Linked DNA regions of Mus musculus: region 1 is linked to region 2. Evidence: chromatin contacts called from public Hi-C data. All regions are on one chromosome and are shown on one strand. Each heading gives the region's core, a stretch centred on a gene start, on an enhancer-like site or on the middle of the called end of the contact. The rest is flanking DNA. Distances are from core to core; before and after follow the strand shown. Region 1 has its middle 44 kb from the start of 2210417A02Rik. Region 2 has its middle 63 kb from the start of Ubl3.

The links. A called contact is a pair of places that touch in the nucleus more often than the background predicts.
Region 1: a contact with region 2 is called in a Hi-C map of the N1E-115 cell line, with 7 times the contacts expected there. The contact joins two enhancer-like sites. A contact is called at or near these places in 4 of 484 Hi-C or Micro-C datasets (the G1E-ER4 cell line, the N1E-115 cell line, nephron progenitors and 1 more) and 6 of 115 datasets of contacts at active chromatin or transcription factors (embryonic stem cells, large pre-B cells, memory CD8 T cells and 2 more).

Annotation. Positions count from the first base shown.
Region 1 is chr5:148,696,852-148,699,551 of GRCm38.p6, forward strand. No RefSeq gene overlaps it. Among named protein-coding and RNA genes, the nearest start is that of 2210417A02Rik, 44 kb to the right of the region's middle. Within about 2 kb of position 1,325, at least 31 of the 459 cell types and tissues checked have an H3K27ac peak or open chromatin away from gene starts, as enhancers often do. A contact at or near this core is called in the N1E-115 cell line, where this site is marked.
Region 2 is chr5:148,488,144-148,490,843 of GRCm38.p6, forward strand. No RefSeq gene overlaps it. Among named protein-coding and RNA genes, the nearest start is that of Ubl3, 63 kb to the right of the region's middle. Within about 2 kb of position 1,373, at least 183 of the 459 cell types and tissues checked have an H3K27ac peak or open chromatin away from gene starts, as enhancers often do. A contact at or near this core is called in the N1E-115 cell line, where this site is marked.

The DNA of each region.
Region 1 (2,700 bases), core at 75-2,574, 210 kb after region 2:
GATACATTATTTTCTGAAGAGACATCCTTGATGACCCAGTCTAGATTCGGTCTGATGGCATTTCCATATTTTCTCTCTTTCCTTCCTGGTGTGAGTCTGTGTGCATGCAAGCGTGTACATGCATGTGTGTGTGCTTGTGTGTGTGCACAACTGTATGTGAGTATGTGTGTGCCAGTGTGTATGTAAGTGTGGGTGAGTATGTGTGATCTAATGTGTTGAGTGTGTGTGAGTGTGTGAACTAGTGTGTGAGTGTGTGTGTATGTGTGTGTGTGTGTCTGTCTCTAGCAGTGTTACATGAATGCTCAACTCTAAGTAGTTAGGCACCCAAATATTGCCACAATCTAGGGCTGGGCAAAGTAGCAGGTGGACAGGAACTATCTGCGTTGTGTATCTCTTGAGGCACTTGCACTACTAGATTGTGGCCCACTTCTTTAAAATAAGCCTTTTAATTGGACATAGTTTGTTTTAACAGTCTCAATGTCCCCAACATGAGTATCTACCTTACTGTAGTCAGTTATGCTGCCTGGTAACTTCTTTAACAATGGCTTTTTCCTGTGGTGTGAGAGTAAATTCTGGGAATACAGCCAGAGGCTTTTCTTAGGAACTTCAATATCTGGGGTTCTATCAACTCCTTCAGGGTTTGTTTTAAAGGCATTTGAGGAAGGATCCAGAGACCCCAGGGCAGTACGACCCCATGTGACCTGCTTTGAAGTGGAGCTTTGCATCGTACTGTGTTAAACGAGCCTGGAATCCTATTTTTACTGTCATACCCACAACATAGACTTAGATTTTAACTTAGCTTTAAGAATATATTCTTTACTCTTTCTGCCCCCTCGGCTCTTATCCCAATAAATCCTGTTTGACGAATTCAGGCCAAGGGCAGTTCTCCCCAGAGATACGAGATTCTCCTTCATCCGGATTGTGTCGTTCCAAGTCCTAGCCGGAGCCAGGTGGTCTCAGCCAAGCCTGGAGCAGCCTGATGCCAGGCCCACGCAGCCTGAATCTTTAAGCAGCCCAGCAACGCGGAGCCTGGGGGTCTGCCAAGGGTACAAGGAGAAAGTCTTTCAAAATGTCAAGCTAACGGCTCTCCCAAGGAGGATGGAGGCGTTGAGAATGGACAGAGGACCAGAAAGAGGTGTTGGTAGAAACTTGGGCTCAAGTCTCTCCACTCCCTCAGTGCAGGAGATTGCATCTTCAGAGAGGAACGGGATACTTGAGCATCTTAGAATGACGCTCGGTGCCCGAGCCGGCCCACTTCTGCTCTGCACAGATGCCTCTGGAAAGAGGTGTCTCCTGGGGGCACAGCTTGCCTCACAGAGATGGATGCCTTCAAAGACACAGTCTTGGAAGGCGGCAGGCGTCTGAGAGGGACAGGGCTGGCATCCGTGCCTGTCTATATTCCAAGCTTTCTCTTTAAGACATCCGCTCTGTCCTCGCCAGTCTTTCCAGAAGATTCCACTCAAACGGAGTGGTTGCTAAGCCCATTCAAAACAAATGTCCAATATTTCTTAATTAGCACAAATGAACTTGACGTACAATATTTACATGGTGCTATTTTTCGTTTACTTTCTTCTTCTTCTTTTTTTAATCAAACAAGAGTTTCATGGTGCTTCACTTTTCTTGTTATGTGCGGTTTTATATTTGAACTGCTCACTGGGCTTGGGGGACTCGGGGCTCTGGCTGCCAGATCTTGTGAGTGAAGGCAATCTGGGATTCTCCTCTTCAGCCTGTGAAGCAAGCAGTCAGGGCCAGATTAGGAGACCTTTCTAAAGGAGAAAGAAGAGGGGAGACACTGTGAACCCACAGACACGCCACAGGAAGAAGGGGAGACAGTACACAAAGGCTATGTGTGGAGATCCAGAGAATTATGGCTGATCTCAAAAGGCAAATACATAGAAAGTTCTAGAAACCTTGGCGTCCACTGCTTCCATTTAAATATTGCTTGGGGCAAGGTTTTTTTTTTTTTGTTTTGTTTTGTTCTGTTTTTTTTGTTTGTTTGTTTGTTTTGTTTTGTTTTGTTTTTCTTGTTTTCCAAAGCCCTTTGTCATAACCAGGATGAAATAAACGGGAGTATCAGGAGACAGCGATTGTGAATGCCTCTCCAGGTACCTGGGGCGGGTCTTCATTATTCTTCCTGTTTTCTTTATCATCCTGTTTCTGTCTCTTCTCTGCAAAATCCAGAGTTCTGGGGGGAGGGGGGTTGTTTGTTTTGTTTTGTTTTGTTTGGAGGCATGAAGAGAAAGAAATGGTCAAGGACCAAGGGTCAGGTGGCCTGGCGGCACAGGCCTCTCACCTTTAGTCCTTTGAAGCAGGAGGGCCACAAGTCCATGTCCATGGCATACCTGAGCAACTTAGTGAGAGTTTGTGTCAACAATTAAAAAGGAAAGGAAAGGGGCTTTGGGTGTAGCTCTGTCTGGCACACACAAGACTCTACTTTGAATTTGCAGTGCTAAATAAATAAATATTTAAAAGAGGGCGAGAGGGGGCTGGTGAGATGGCTCAGCGGTTAAGAGCACTGACTGCTCTTCCAAAGGTCCTGAGTTCAATTCCCAGCAACCACATGGTGGCTCACAACCACCCATAATGAGATCTGACGCCCTCTTCTGGTGCATCTGAAGACAGCTACAGTGTACTTATGTATAATAATAAATAACTCTTATAAAAAAGGGGTGGAGGGCTAGAGAGATGGCTCCGAAGTTA
Region 2 (2,700 bases), core at 123-2,622:
TCTCTCCTTGAACCCGAAGCTTATGAATTTGGCAAGCCTGGCTCCTTGGAGAATGTCTTAATTAGGGCCTATTGCTGCAACCAAAAGCAACTTGAGGAGAAAAGGGTTTATTTTGCCTAAACTTCCAGTTAACAGTCCATTACTGAGGAAAATCAGAGCAGTAAAGGGACCTGGAGGCAGGAGCTGATGCAGAGGCCATGGGTGGGGGTGGGGTGCTGCTTACTGACTTGCTCCTCATGGCTTGCTCAGCCTGCTTTCTTATAGAACCGAGGACCACCAGCCCAAGGAATGGTACCCCACCAAACCACTAATTAAGAAAATGCATTACAGGTTTATCTGCTTACGGTGGGCTCTTCTGGAGGCATTTTCTCAGTTGAGGCTCCCTCCTCCCTGATGTCTGTAGCTTGAGTCAAGTTGACATACAACTAGGGATTCTCCGGTCTCTGCCTCCCAAGTGCTGGCATTACTGGCATGTGTGGCTACAGTCAGCTTCTACATGGGTGTTAAAGACTGAACTCAGGTCCTCGTGCTTGCATGGCAGGTAATGGATCAATTGTTCTATCTCCCCAGCCATTATATGTATGTATATATGTAAATTACATATACATAGATCCAATACGTATATATCTGCCGTTCCCTCCCACTTTCCTGTAAATGTCATGATTTTATTCCTCTTTACAGATGAATAACCCCCAGTTGTTGTTTTTTGTTGTTGTTGTTGTTTGTTTGTTTGTTTGTTTGTTTGATCCATTCTCCAGATGATGGGCATTAGGCTGGTTCCATCTCTTAGCAATTGTGACTGCGGCAGCAGGGGTCTCTGTAGTGTGTTGGCATGGGGTACTTTGGATAAATGCCTAGGAGTGTTAGAGCTGGGTCATATAATAGTTCTATTTTTAGCCCTTTTGAAAAACTCCCATACTAATTTCCTTGGAGATAGCATCAGCGGTCCACATTCTCCCCAACAGTGTGTAAGACTTCCCCTTTCTCTCTGACCACATAATTTTACACCCCAGGCACCTGAGTTTTAACTGAGTCTTAATCAAGTCTCCCTTAGACACAACGTAAAGGTTGTGATTATTTATGCAGCCTTGAAGTGCCATTTCCCTGAGAGTCACTCCTTGTGTTCCTGTAAAACCTCGCTCGCATGTCTGCTTTCCTGCTCACTGTACACACAGACGCAGGTTCCCCCAGCTGGAGTAGCAAATGGACTGCTCACCTCCTGCTGTCTCTCAGCATCTAGCAAACGCCTGTAGGTGTGTTGGCTGGAGTGAAAAATGCCCCCCCCCCCCAAAGGCTCAGTTCCCTGGTTGGTGGAGATTTGAAGGGTGGGGAAGGGTGAATGGAACCTTCGGGAGGTGTGGCCTTGCTGGAGGAAGTGCGTCACTATAAGGGGGTGCGCTTTGCAATTTCATAGCCCCGCCCGCCTCCAGTTCTCTCTCTGCTTCTTGAGTTTGCTTGCGGTGGAGGTGTGATCTCTTGACTCCTTGCTCCTTCATGCTTCTACCATAATGGACTTTTAGTCCTCTGGAACTTAAGCCAAAAGAGATGCTCTCATCTCTAAGTTACTTGTGGTCAGGGTATTTTATTACGGTAACAGAAACTGATACCGTGGGTGTTAAGGACTGAAGTGTGTCCTATGCTCTTAGGCTGATATGTTGACATCTTAACCCCCAGTACCTCCAACGGGCCCTCACTTGAAAAGAGGGTCACTGAAGGTGTAATTAGTCACTATGACTTCACAGTAAATCCCAACCCAGTATGACTGGTGTCATAAAAAGAGATTTGGACACAGGCAGGGAGACGCAGTTTGACCGTGAAGGGAGAGCAGCAAGCGCCATGTGTCTGTGAGAGTCTGCCAGCTAGCCTCAGGGCTTGGAGGAAAGCCCAGTGCAGAGCCTCTTTAGCGGCTCTCAGAAGAAACGAGCACTGCAGACTTCTTGCCTCCAGTGTCCAAAGGCAACAATCTCTGTATTGAAGGTGCCCACGTGGAAGCTCTTTATATGGGGCCCTAGCAAAGCCACGGCTGTGTGACAGAGAACCAGCACAAACTCAGCTGCGACAGCAGGGGTGGTGGCCCGTGGTTTCCTTTCCAGGGAGTAGCTCCTGAATTTGACAGCGTTCTTCTCGTACTGTGCAGAATGCCCTAATCTACTCGAGATGCTCATGTATATAAGACGAGGTGCAGTCAAGGTCGCCATTTGCTTAAACGAATGCATCCCAGTAATAAGTAGGAAGCCGGCAAGCTCAGGGACACAGCTAAATACAAGGGGTCAAGCCCCGCATGGTAAAGTAAATTAACTAAATGAAAAATAACTTCTCTTTAAACTTTATTTGTATAAGCATTTGCCCGTGTTTATGTTGTGTTACAGGTATGTGCACCCTCAGAGGTGAGAGGGGGGCATCATTTGTTCTTCTTTCCCCCTCCCTCCCCCCTCCCTCCCCGCCTTCCTTTGTACTTCTGTCATTGGCTGATGCCCAGCCAATGTCAGGGACCATGCCATTGAGTCTGTGGGACTGTGAACATGGTAAATCTTTTTTCTTTAGAAAGCTGACCTTGCCTAGGCTACTAGAAAAAAAAAAAAAAAAAAAAAAGATGTGATATACCATGAAAAATAAGTTCCTGAGAAATTTGCTACAGAAAAAAAAAGCTTGTAAAATTATAGGATCAACATAATCATGCCCAATTTTCTTACATTTGGG